Linked DNA regions of Zea mays: region 2 is linked to region 1. Evidence: chromatin contacts called from public Hi-C data. All regions are on one chromosome and are shown on one strand. Each heading gives the region's core, a stretch centred on a gene start, on an enhancer-like site or on the middle of the called end of the contact. The rest is flanking DNA. Distances are from core to core; before and after follow the strand shown. Region 1 holds the start of LOC100281271 (inhibitor of apoptosis-like protein). Region 2 holds the start of LOC100283947 (calnexin).

The links. Hi-C and Micro-C count contacts between places; a contact is called where the count stands out from the background.
Region 2: a Hi-C map of endosperm shows a contact between it and region 1, with 5 times the contacts expected there. The contact joins the promoter of LOC100283947 here to the promoter of LOC100281271 in region 1. A contact is called at or near these places in 2 of 25 Hi-C or Micro-C datasets (ear and endosperm).

What each region holds. Positions count from the first base shown.
Region 1 is chr2:62,909,063-62,916,047 of Zm-B73-REFERENCE-NAM-5.0, reverse strand. LOC100281271 (inhibitor of apoptosis-like protein) reads left to right here and starts at 4,934. Exons shown (of 2, transcript NM_001154992.2): 1 at 4,934-5,473; 2 at 5,563-6,424. The coding sequence starts at 5,000. The coding sequence ends at 6,093.
Region 2 is chr2:63,529,654-63,536,297 of Zm-B73-REFERENCE-NAM-5.0, reverse strand. It overlaps LOC100283947 (calnexin), which reads left to right and starts at 3,184. Exons shown (of 6, transcript NM_001156845.1): 1 at 3,184-3,359; 2 at 3,464-3,533; 3 at 4,612-5,741; 4 at 5,841-5,912; 5 at 6,007-6,123; 6 at 6,214-6,602. The coding sequence starts at 3,288. The coding sequence ends at 6,357. LOC103646531 (a long non-coding RNA gene) reads right to left here. Exons shown (of 3, transcript XR_562248.3): 3 at 259-1,615.

The DNA.
Region 1 (6,985 bases), core at 3,685-6,184:
GCTCGTGTCAAGGCACTGTGTGCAAACAGCCAATTTAGCTTTACATCTTTTCTATATAGTAGGTGACTAGCTACTGACTACGTACTATAGGCGATCGTATTGTGTGCGTTGGATCTGCGCGCCGTGCATTGCATGCATGCAGACATGTGACCCCCCGCGGACTGTGCACCGGATGGGAGGTCAGACAGGCCGGCCAGGCCACGGGCTAGCTAGCTACAGCATCCGATGGGCGATGGCCGATGGCCGATGGCCGATGGGCTAGGCATACGGTGCTCGCATTCATCCACGCACTGCTCGTGCTCGTGCCACCGAGAGCCGTACCCGCGTGCGTGTCGCGCTCGCGCGGCGTATATGCATGCATGGGCTAGGGCTGGGCGCGCCCGTCCCGCTCCATGATGGCGAGCGGCGTCTGATTCGTGCGGGACACGGCGCCGTTGTCGCCTTGTCGGGGGTACTGACTGGCACCGTGCAATGCATGCATGCATGCAATGCAAGCACACTCGATCGGTGCACTGCACACTAGTGCAGCAGCAGTACACAGGTAGTACCACATCTGCGACTGCGCGCGCGGCACTGTGGCGCGAATCCGTCGTCGTGCGCGTTACTACTGTGTTGATTGACGTCGTGCATGGACCAGCGGGTGACGCGGGCAATGTAGCTGCTGGCCCAGCCAGTACCACACCGCATAGCGCGATCGCGCTGCATTATGGGCGAGATCGCGACCGGCCGTCCGGCGGACCCGCCTGAGTCGACAGCGTACGAGCACAAACACATGACAAAGATGGTCGATCTGTGGTCTCGTTGAGATGCTGAATGAACACAACAGCAGCTCTCTTCGTGCATGCATGCGTGCATGGGCGCCCGTCCGGTGGCCGTGGGGGCAGGGAAACAGACCTACTACGTACACCCGTACGCGGCTTAACTCGCGTCCACTGTATGCAATTGCTGTTGGAGCAGTTAGTTTCAGCGTTTCACCCATCGATCGACCATGCATCAATGCATGTTTGTCACTGTCGATGGTCCCGCCCGAGCCCTGCTGACTCGATTCCGTCCGATCCGATGGGAGGGGGGCCTGTCCGGCATGCAGCGCGGGGCCGACGGCGCGCGCAGGCGCAGCAGCGGCCGGCGGTGCATGGCGACACATGCGCTGGCGGATCGCCGGATCGGAGGCGGAGGACCGGCCGGCCATTACCGCCTGTTGGTGGTCAGTACAGTCACGCTCTTCCCGTTGCGCGCTGTTAATGCGCGGGGGGCGCGTGACGTGTGTGTGGGATCACCGCGCAGTAGCTAGCGCACGGCTCCACACACCTGCACGGCGGTGTGGCAGGGCAGGTGGGGCGTACCGCGTACGTACCGCGTGTAGTACGTACGTTGGCTTGGCGCGCGCGACACTGATGAGCTGAGCAGCGGCATTACTTGCGTGGACCGTGTTGGTGTTGCTAGCGCCGATCCACGATCTGTGCCGCGGCGTGTCTGATGTGGGTGGTGGATGGTCCCGCCGTCCGACGTGCCCCGCCGGCCGGCCCCGTCCGCGTCCGCGTCCGCGCGCCGGGGTGTCAAGGATGACGACTGACAAGGCCCGTGCCAAACGGATGGACCGGCTGGTGTACGAGCCGTCAAGAGCACGAGGACAAGCGCACCGACTGGGCTCTCCGGGGACGGACGACGGGGGCCGGGCCGGGGCGATGGACAGCGCTGTGGTAAATGGCTGACCCCACTGCTCGTCTTGGTGTTCTACGAGAGTACAACACGCGTGTGGAATGCAGAAGTATATATGGCCCGGACGCTACGGTCCATCGCGAATGGTAAAAGAATGGAGGTGTGTTGGAACCGGACCGCCGATAAGTCCGTTGGTGCCGCCCGCGCACATACGGCGAGCCCACCCAGGCTGTCGGGCCGCGACACACGCGCCCGTGTCCGTATAGCAGCGGACTTTAGGTCTCTTAGGCCAACACTCCCCCCAAAAAGCTAGCCTAATATGGGTTGCACCCTCAACCATATAAACCATGTTTTTCCACTCTCACCAGACAATGTGGGACTATTCCCAACAATCTCCCCCTCACACATTGTGAGCCGAGATTTGTCTGAGAATGCACTGGGCCAACCTGGCTTTGATACCAATTGTTGGAACCGGACCGCCGACACATGGCGTGTCCGTTGGGGCCGCCCGCGCACATACGGCGCGCCCACCCAGGCTGTCGGGCCGCGACACACGCGCCCGTGTTCGTATAGCAGCGGGCTTTAGGTCTCTTGGGCTAACGCTCCCCCCAAAAAGCTAGCCTAATAGGGGTTGCACCCTCAATCATATAAACCATGCTTTTCCACTCTCACCAGACAATGTGGGACTATTCCCAACAAGGTGGTCGCGCTGATACCAGATGGATAATTAAGAGTGTGTTTGGTTTGATGAACGAAGTGATCTATCTTTTTCTCACTTCTCACTTTTTTATTTGATTTGTGGAATAGAATGGTTTGATCCATCACCATCTCATTCCTCATAAACTAATAATTAGTATATACATGAGTAGTGAGTTGATTCCACCAAAATTGATGGAATAAACTTATGATACATCACCTCATTAAGCACAGAATGACTCCATAAACCAAACACACCATAAATGTATATACTCCTACTATAGTACTATACTAGTATGGACTTTTACTATAATATATATAATTTCTCCGCTCTAAATCAAATATACTTCTAGTTATTATATATCCGCACAGAAGCCTTTTGTTTAGCTGTTTAGATAGAAATGCTAGAATTAGCATTTACTTAGGGGTGATAATGTATCCTGATTCAAATGCCTTTTCATAAAATGTTAGGGTTCTAAATAAATTTTAGTTCTAAAATTAATAGAAACATAGCCTGATCCCAGTATAATCCGATTCTTAAATCTTATAGTGTAAAATTTAGATCTCATTGTCACCCCTACATTTACTCGAGTCGAGTGTAAATAGGTTGCGACACGGACGTAATGGATCAGGATCTCAATGTTCAAGATGAATAGGAATAAAGTTTGATCCTTAAATTTTATAGGGTAAAATTTAGAGCTCATTATCATCACTACCGCCATGCAAGCTTAAAGAAGTTTAATGCTCAAGTAAAAAAAGTAAATTAGGTCAACCTATTTTTTTACAGTATTTAAATTCTATCGAATATCCTATTTTATTCTTTTTTGTGTCTAAAAATATTTTCTATTGGATCACAAAAGTTTCACACTATAGGTCCAACTTTATTATAATATGAAAATTCAAGTAACGTAAAGGCAATCATTCAATTGCTCAAATATAAATACTCAAAGTAAGAAAGGTTAAAATAAGGAGATAACTTTTCTGAGGTATCAAACCGTTGACACTCCCTACTCCCTACTGGTCTTTATCATAGTACTCATACAAGAGTATCGCTTCTCATTGAACCACACAAGGTTAAGTTCTATCTACGTATCAATTCTTCGTCACTCTAGTATAGTGAATCACTTGCAACTATTTGCACCTTGAGTTGCGCAACACATAATATTCATTGGGTGACCACCAAACTTTTATCACCATCAAACCATATAGGTGATGTCGATCATCAACAATAACAAGCACAAAATCTCACTTTACTAGACCAAGGCTAATGAGAATGGTGGGTGCACACTTGTATCGCTACTCGCAATACACTAATGAGACCACTAATTTCACGATTATCAAATCAATTATCTCACTAGGCAAAGGCTCTCGCTTTCACTCTAATAGGTTTTGTTCAGCTGAACAAATGGTTAAAAGACCTCAAATGGACAAGATGTAGAGATATATGTAGCTCAAAGATAGAGAACTAGCCAGACATGTCTAATGCACACATACCTCCACTATTGTACATGTTCGATGCAAGCTTCAATGGCTAGTTCAAAAACTACCTATTATTATATCAGTATCTCTTGGTATAAATGAACCCTCACAAGACACGTCTAGTGAGTACACCGCTTGATGTGCACATTACAACACATATATGAGTGTCTTGTATAGTGTCGCATCTGGTGCCTCATTAGATACATCTGATGAGTGCTCAGTGTCTCACGCGCATCTACAACCCTCTTAGGATGTCCTATCTAGTGTCATATTTGGTGCTTCATTGGATACGTCTAGTCAGTGCAAATCCTCTCGCATTCTTTTTAAGCGCTATCCAGATGCCATGTTAGATGCACCATATTAGGTGCACGCTAGACATTCTGATGCTGACCATTAGCATTTAAATATAGAAAATAAACTCTAACATCTTATTTAAATGATTATTCGAATATAGTTAAAGATAGGAAACGTGAAGACTCTCTAGAGTATAAATAAAATATAGAAAAAGTTGTTGAAGATTGAAAAATATAGAAAGTATATTTTTTATGTAAATAAATTTTTAAACAATAATTTATAGAGTAAAATTTAGAAATACAACCATAATCGAGCAAATAAAGAAAAAAAGGCACAGCATCAAGCAGGCAGCATGCTACCAGAGGCCAGAGGTAGGTAGGCCACCCTTTGTGTGCTGGTCCACGAGGACCACCACCACTCTACTCCACGTCTCGCATCACGGTCACGCCAATCAATCGCCAGACAACAAAATGAAAGGAAAAGAAAAACCATGACAGATTGACGGGAAAAGAAAAAGAAGCGTGGTGGCGCAGACAAGGCGAGGCGGGATAAAAAAAAAGGTATTGGTTCCGGCGTAAACGATCGCCATTATTAAAGGCGGGGAAAAAGAGAGGTCGCAGCAGCATCCAATCCGTTCGCCTGCCGCCTGCCTGGGCCTTTGCCCTGCCTCCCTCTCCTCGTCAAGATAAACAAAAAACCGGCAGCTTTTGTCTCCTTGCAGGCGCCCCACACACCCAACGTGTCTTCCCCGCCCCGCCCGACCCCCCGTATATATAACTTCCCTCCCACCCCTTGCCCTTGCACTACCCAGTACCCAGTAGTCAGTAACCACATCTCCTCCCCCTCTCCCGCAAAGACAAGGCCGGTGTCCATGGCCGTCCAGGCGCAGCACCTACTCAACCCCGCCTTCCTGCCCCACGACATGGGGCACGCCTTCAGGGCACTGGAGGGCGCCACGGTCGGCGGCGGCGGCTCCGCGTTCCTCGACGAGCTCGGCTTCGGCGGGTGCGCGCCGGCGCCGGCGCCGGCGCCCTTCGAGGTCGCCGCGTTTGGCGACACCCAGCCGCGCAGCGAGCTCACCTGCAACGGCGGCGGCGGCGACAACAGCAACGTGTTTCTCCCGAGGAAGCGTGCACGCGTCGCGCCCGGGTTCCTGGATGATGCCCACCAGCAGGGGTTGGTTCTGCCGGTGCCGCAGGGCCAGGTGTTCGCCGGCGACGTGCAGAGCAGGGAGGCAGGGTGCGGCGCGGCGTCCACCAGTGGTCGGGCGGCGGCCACCACCAACGGCGTCCTGTCGCTGCTCTACCGCCAGGGCATGGAGATCGACGCGCTGGTGCGGCTCGAGGTGCGTGGTAGTCAGTCGTTGCCGTCTTGACAGATCCGGCGAGCTCCCCCACACGTTGTCTGACTCTTGCTCGCGTGGTCTTGCCGCAGACCGAGAGGATGCGTGCGGGGCTGCAGGAGGCTCGGCGGAGGCACGCGCGCGCGGTGGCGGCGGCCGTGCAGCGCGCCGCGGCGGGGCGGCTGCGGCTGGCGGAGGCCGAGCTGGGGCGCGCCCGCCGCCGCAACGCCGAGCTGGAGGAGAGGCTCCGGCAGCTGGCCGCCGAGGGGCAGGCGTGGCTGGGCGTCGCCCGGAGCCACGAGGCCGTCGCCGCGGGGCTCCGCGCCACGCTGGACCAGCTGCTGCAGCAGCAGCAGCCCGGCGCCGGCGTTGGCGGCGGCGAGGCGGAGGACGCGCGGTCCTGCTGCTTCGAGACCTCCCCGCCGGGCCCCGTCGCCGACGACTGCGACGCCGCGTCCCGGGGCTCCTCGCCGCCGTCGTGCAAGTCCTGCGGAGGCGGCGACGCGTCCGTGCTGCTGCTCCCGTGCCGCCACCTCTGCCTGTGCCGCGCGTGCGAGGCCGCCGCCGAGGCGTGCCCCGTCTGCGGCGCTAGCAAGAACGCCTCGCTCCAGGTCCTGCTGTGACGAGGCGGGAGGGGCCCTGCCGGCGTGTTGGTCCCGCGCGGTGGCGGCACTCGTTGTCCAATGAGATCCGCTGGCTCCCGGGGTCAGGCGGCGAGCTTTGTTGAGTAGTAAATGTAGAGATGCTCCAAGTTGCAGCATAGTAGGCTAATTTTAGACGCAGTTAGCTGTACTACTGGTAATTGGCACTAACTTCTGTTCTCCCCTGGAATATCTTTCTGGTACCTTGTTTCTCAGATGTGCTAGTAGTATTTTTTTTTGGGGTAGTGTTGGCTTGTTGTATTAATGAGGAGATCGGCCAAAGCTTAGATACGAAAAGCTATGGTATTCTACTATACTTGGAGCTTCCCTCGACATGTATTATTGTTTCAGCGTGACGCCAAATCTGCTTGTAGTTGTACTGAAGCATCATGTTACCAACGTGGAGTGGCGATCTGGCACTGTTCACATCGTCCACGGCCAGGATGGAGGCCAGCAGTAGAGGGGATCGCATCTGCCGAATGGGCAGCGTGGTCCCACCAGCGCTGCGTGCGGGCGCTGGTCTCTCCTCTCGCCCACACCGCATAAATGACGCGAGGGTACTCCCGGGACAGATCTTTGTCTGTACAAAATTGACTTGTCCGGTGCGTCATCCCCGTCCCGTCAAGGCCAACGTACTACGTTGCGGTCGGTCAGTCACCGAGTAGTGGCAGTCCGTAGAAGTGGCGTCGGTTTTTACCGCGCGCTGGGTGTAGCAGAGACTCGGTACACGAGACGGCTCAGATGGATCAGTCTGCGTGCGTGCGTGCTTGCTTGCTTGGTAGCTAGCTAGCTTGCCGTGTTGTGGGGGACGCGATTCCTCATGGTGGGGTCCAGCTAGTAGTACGGTTCATGGCTAATCACACGCCCCAAAAGT
Region 2 (6,644 bases), core at 1,935-4,434, 620 kb before region 1:
AACTCCTTTGCCGAGTGTCATCCGTGACACTCGGCAAAGACACCGTCTCTGTCACCCGTCACCGTAACGGCCGCTTTTCTTTGCCGAGTGCCCGAGAAAAAGTACTCGGCAAAAAAGGCTTTGCTGATGCACTGTTTGCCGAGCCTTCTTTGCCGAGTGTCACACTCGGCAAAGCCTTTGCCGAGTGTTTTTAAGGCTTTGCCGAGTGCTTCGGGCACTCGGCAAAGCGCCCGTTTCCGGTAGTGAGTCTGAGGAGACTATGTTCCTTGGACTGCATTGATGGACAAAAACATCAGATTATCACCAGAATCCTCCTAAGGCATAGACTTCTATTTTGGAGGTACAGAGGTCTCCAAGATTTGCTAGACTTCTTCCACCAATTTCAAGGGAACTATTGCGTTGCACTTGTGAGTTTGGCCCCATCTAAGACCACACTTGTAGCACAAGCACAACCCATTAGCTTTACGGTATGCCATCAACGCTGAAATTTTGTTTTCTTCAAGCTTGATTTGGTGCCATCCACACCACGCCGGAGTTCTGAAGTTGTAGCAGCAGGTTGAGAGGAAGACAATGGTGTCGGATGTGACACAGTTCTGGACAGTGATGGTTCAGCTACCTTAGAAGGCATAGAGTGGGTCTTGTGACCAGTGAGCACCTCCTGTAACAAAGCCAAGGAAACAACAGTATCTAGGTCCATGGCCGCTGCATAAAAACTACAACCTTAATGCCAGGTTCCAAGCCATCAACAAAACGATTTACAATAGCAAATATGTTAAATGAAGGGTCATGAGCTAGAATTTGATGCACCAGAGTATTGAAGTGCTCAACATATATTCCGTGACAGTGTCAACTTGCTTGATGTGAAAGAACCGATGAACTAAATGGTTGTGATGATCACGCTCAAAGCGGGCACACACCGCTGAGCAAAACTAAGTCCACTGTGTTTCGCAAAGCTTTTTTCCATAGACTATAACCAAAAAACGACTGAACCGACGAAGTGCATGATTGCTACTTTGACCCATAATTCACCCGGGACAACAAACACATCAAAGTAGGACTCGCACTTTGCCATCCACATCTTCGTATGGTGACCATCGAACTAAGGAAAACTCATTTGAGGTAAGGCTGCCATCATATGAGGCGAATAAGATGGCCACATGGGTTCAACATGAGGAAGTAAGGTAGATGAAGGGGAATCCGGATGCAAAAGGGTTTTGTTACCTGCAACCGGAGATGGTGTTAGGGTGGTGACAACCCCAAAACCATCACTCCGGTAAGCTGTAGCAGGGCGGTGATCGTAGAGGTCCGGTACAGACTGATGCCGTGATGTCGATGTAGAGACTTCCAGCGTCGCTTGATCCTTCAATAGCACACCTTCGAACACCTTCGATGCATGAATGTGTGGTGGGCGCAGACCATCACCTCTTCACTTTGTTCGACAGGTGTCCCACATTTTCATGCAGGTGACCCACATCGTCCTCGGTCTAGGGCTTAGATGCTATGTTTACCTCAATGGCTTGCTTGATGGAATCATTCTGGACTTGTAAAGATTGCAGCAGCTGAGAGAGATCGGCTAAACTCTTCTCCATGTTGTCGATTTGTTTTGCCCCCTTGCCTGATTTTAAGGGCGAAGAGTATACTCAGATGGATCCGCTAGGATCGCAACAAGAATCTAATACCAATTGTGAGAGATAGATGGTGATGATAGCGAGCCCCGCCCCTGAAACTATCCTTCTCTCACGAAGTTATAGAGTTTTACTAGAATTCTCGACGAACAGAAGGGATTCACTCACACATGACGTCACCGTCTAGACACAACCAGCGCCAACTCCTTCCCCAAGCTAAGTCTCCAACTCCCACATGGCCTCAGTTACATACGCTCGCCAACAGTGTACCCCCATTGCTGGGTCCAATCTAGCCCAAATACTCTGGTGCTTTGCTTCTTCACCCGAATACCCTTTGGTGCCTCTCTGTCGTCGTCTATTACCTTGACAGACTGTTACACATGAGGGGCATGACGTACGAAAGAGAGGAACAACCCATAATTGTTGAACTGTTGAAACTCTACCACTTATAAAATTTACGTGGTATTTTTAGTTCCCCTGACTAAAATTTAGTTTGTATCATATCAATTATCTAAATATCAATTATAAATATTAAATATAGACATAATTAGGTTCAATAGTTTCGTTTTGTCTTTTAGTCTTTATCTGTACAATTAATCTTATAATTAGACTATATTTACTATCCGTAGTTATCATTTAAACATTTGATATGACATTAGGTGAAACCAAACACCCCATAAGAGCATGTACAACCCACAAACAATAGTTGTCTATATGTATATTACAAACAGGTATATACAATATAAATAATAAGTCATACAGTAGGTTACCTATCATGTGTGGAACAAGGACCAAAGAAGTCATACATTGGTTGTCTTACCGTCTCTTGTATTGGAGCATAGGCCGAAACCGTGTCTTCACTAAAGGACGATCTATGCCTATCTTCTCCTTAATTAGCATCCACGTCGAATTTTTTTTATTTAATTGTAGCTTACGTGACTTTAGAGACGTCGTATTTAACGGCGCTGTATGTGCCCTAAGGCTATTCACAATAATGATTTTATAGTGGTTTCACACACATTTAATAGTGTGTCACATCAACTTTTTTTTCCAATGTCTTAGAAACCATGGAGACCTCCATTGAAAATGATTTGTTTCTCTTCACATATTTTACTAATTTGTATTGGTCATTGAGTTGCAATATTTAATTGACATGTTAATGTATGAAATAGTGAAGTGAAATTTTACATTAAGAGACATTATTTTATTCATAGTTTTATAGCATTTTTGATGATATGTCAGTGTTGAAAAAAGTGGTACAAAATTGTCATCGAGAATATCTAAAGTCAGTAGAAGGCCTCTGTATTCACTGGAGATGCCGGCTGGCCGGATACCACCGTCGTGCGTGTTCGTGGGGCGGCTGACATGGCGTCCTACAAGAGCAAAGCGTCACGAGTCAGACGTGGCAGCGTGCAATTGGTCAGCACCACGTCCCGCGCCCTCCCATTGGTCGGAACAAGTCACACCAAGGCCTTCTCCTCGCAACTGCCGGCCCTGCTACCCACCGTTCCTTTTCCTCTCTCCTGATCTCAGCCGTGTAGCCTCTCCACCGCGCCCACTTCTTATACTGCCAGCGTCTGCTCCCTCTCGCGGAGGCCTCGCTCTGGTTGGAAGGTTTGGAGAAACTCCCCGGCTCGAGGAGATCGTGACATTGAGAGGACGATGGGAGGGCGCGCGCTCCTCCTCCTCCTCCTGGTCTCGGCGTTGGTCTTTCAGATCCACGCCTCCGACCCGGTAATCTAAGCCAGCCTGTTGCGATTTCGCTATCTTTTTTCCCTCGGAACTTTGTGGGTGAGATTTGTGATGGTCACTCCGGGTTTCGGTGTTGTTGTTTGCAGCTGCTGTACGAGCCGTTCGATGAGGACTTTGAGGGGAGATGGGTCGTCTCCAAGAAGGATGAATACCAAGGTAAGCGCGCGCATTTTTTTTCTCTCGCTCGTTATGGTTTCGCTAGATCTGTTTAGATCCGTGGGTTTAGTGGGGTTATGGGAGCTTCTTCGTCCGAGATCGCACTTTCCCGTGTTTAAACTGAGAGGTAACTGTGCAATTACTCATGAGATCCACGATTGATACTGTCAGTCATGTATGTTGTCAATCATGTATGTGCTTTAGTTTGTCCGGATGTGCTTCGCTAGCAGCACCGCTCTAGATGCAGAGCTATGGCTAGTCTCCACATTCCAACGTACTATATGCAATCGAGGAGTGTTCTTGCCTTCCAGCTTACAGTATAACTTTTTGAGTGTGCCAACACAAGTTACAATGGTCTGTAGCTCTAACGAACAGAGGATCATTGGAGTGACTGGTTTCTCTGTGTGTGCAGTGTGCTCATTGTTGATATGGATGGTTGATGTTTCTGTAACTGCCAAAATGTACTGATGCTCAGATAATCGAAAGTAGCCTCATCTATTCCTAACTGGAGGGAGTGATTAACTTGTACTAGATTATAGGATGAGACATCAGGAGATATTTTGAATAATAATTTTATCTATATGCATGTGTTAATGAACTACGTCATCCAAAAAATAATAAAATTGTCAGTATGTTCAGTTTGCTAGTGGTATTTTTATATTCCTGTAATTCTGTGCCCACATTAAACACTCTTCATATGAAGTAAGCTTGCGGTACTAAGTTTTAGTAGGTGCCTGTTAGATCTTTCTGGTTATCTGGTATGCTATTTATCTGTGAATATTGGTGTCATTTGTTATAATTTGAATATGCATCTATGCAACCTTTGTGCACCAAACACACCATAATTAATTTGACTAATTGTTAGTCAAAGTTTGCAAAGTTACACTTTCCGAAACAACATGTTGCTTGCATATGTGGATGAAGGGAGTAGTATCCTGGTTCTGTAATGCCATTTTAAACAGTATTGCAATCCTTATTTTAACTGCTTGTTGCCTGCCACTGTTTGAACATTGTAGTCATAATTTCTGTTCTTTTTTGTGTGTTTCATAGCTTAATGCCTACATACTCTGTTTTGTAGGTGTGTGGAGGCATGCCAAGAGTGATGGTCATGAGGACTATGGCCTCCTTGTTAGTGAGAAGGCAAGGAAATACGCCATAATCAAGGAGCTTGATGAGCCAGTTACCTTGAAGGATGGGACAGTGGTCCTGCAGTTTGAAGTGAGACTTCAGAATGGCCTTGAATGCGGAGGTGCCTACATTAAGTACATCCGCCCTCAGGATGCTGGATGGGATGCCAAGGAGTTTGATAATGAGACTCCATACACTATTATGTTTGGTCCAGATAAGTGTGGATCAACCAACAAGGTTCATTTCATCCTTAAGCACAAGAATCCTAAGACTGGAAAGTATGTTGAGCATCATCTCAAATTCCCACCATCTGTCCCATATGACAAGCTCTCTCATGTCTACACGGCTATCTTGAAGCCAGACAATGAGGTCAAAATTTTGGTAGATGGGGAAGAAAAGAAGAAGGCGAACTTCCTTTCTGCTGATGATTTTGAGCCAGCACTTATCCCATCCAAGACCATTCCTGACCCTGATGACAAGAAGCCGGAGGACTGGGATGAGAGAGCTAAAATTCCTGATCCAGATGCAGTAAAGCCTGATGACTGGGATGAGGATGCCCCGATGGAAATTGTGGATGATGAAGCCACCAAGCCTGAGGGATGGTTGGATGATGAACCTGAGGAGATTGATGATCCTGAGGCAGCCAAGCCTGAGGACTGGGACGATGAGGAGGATGGTGAATGGGAGGCGCCAAAGATTGACAACCCCAAGTGTGAAGAGGCACCTGGATGTGGCGAGTGGAAGAGGCCAATGAAGCAGAATCCTGCTTACAAGGGCAAGTGGCATGCACCTATGATTGACAACCCCAACTACAAGGGAATCTGGAAGCCTCAGGAGATCCCCAACCCTGAGTACTTTGAGCTTGACAAGCCTGACTTTGATCCAATTGCTGCTATTGGGATTGAGATCTGGACAATGCAGGATGGCATCCTGTTTGACAATATCTTGATTGCTGACGATGAGAAGGTTGCCACCTCCATTCTGGAGAAGACCTGGAAGCCCAAGTATGATGTTGAGAAGGAAAAGGAGAAGGCTGAGGAGGAGGCTGCTGCTGGTGCAGATGGTCTTTCTGAGTTCCAGGTGATCCATTTTTCTGATCTTTTGCAACCATAACTGTTATTTCTTTCTTCATTAGTCGTCTTTGTTCCATCTTGTCCCTAATGGGTTTTGCCTCTGCAGAAGAAGATTTTTGACGTCCTGTACAAGATTGCTGATGTTCCGTTCTTGGCACCCTACAAAACCAAGATCATTGTGAGTTCTGGAGATATTTGCTATCCTCTCCTGTCAAACGTCAGGTTTTGTGTTATCAAGAAAATAACATGTTCTATCTACATCTTGTACACAGGATGTTATCGAGAAGGGAGAGAAGCAGCCCAACATCACTATTGGCATTCTGGTCTCCGTTGTCGTCGTGTTCGTTACCGTTCTCTTCAAGATCCTGTTTGGAGGCAAGAAGCCGGTGGTAAGTTATTCCCAGCCAATGTTTTACTGCTGCCACGGTTCTGAACTTGAAGAGAATGCTTGCTCAACCCACTACATTTACTTGTTCCAGGCACCTGTGAAACCTGCAGCTGAGGCGAAGAAGCCCAAGGCCACAGTGACCGACGGTGCTGGAAGCAGTGGCGACAAGGATGAGAAAGAGGACGAAAAGGAGGAGACAGCAGGCCCACGTCGGAGGACCCGAAGGGAGACATAGAGACCTATTTTTGATGTGTTTGGATGTTCTGGCGCCTGCTTATTTTGAGGACTCTTAATATTTCTGAGTGTATAATAGGAACTTGTGTCACCTCTGCGGCTTCCCTGCTGCTTATTTGTTTTTACATGGTTAGACCAGGAACCTTCACGAGCTGTAGAATTTAGTTCTTGTTGGTCATTTGTGTGTGTGCCTGACGGGTATAATCCCTTGTTCAATCAGATAGAGGTGATGGTTTTTTTTCTCGTAGATCACAGGAAGGAATATTTCATAAAGTTCTCGTTAAATTC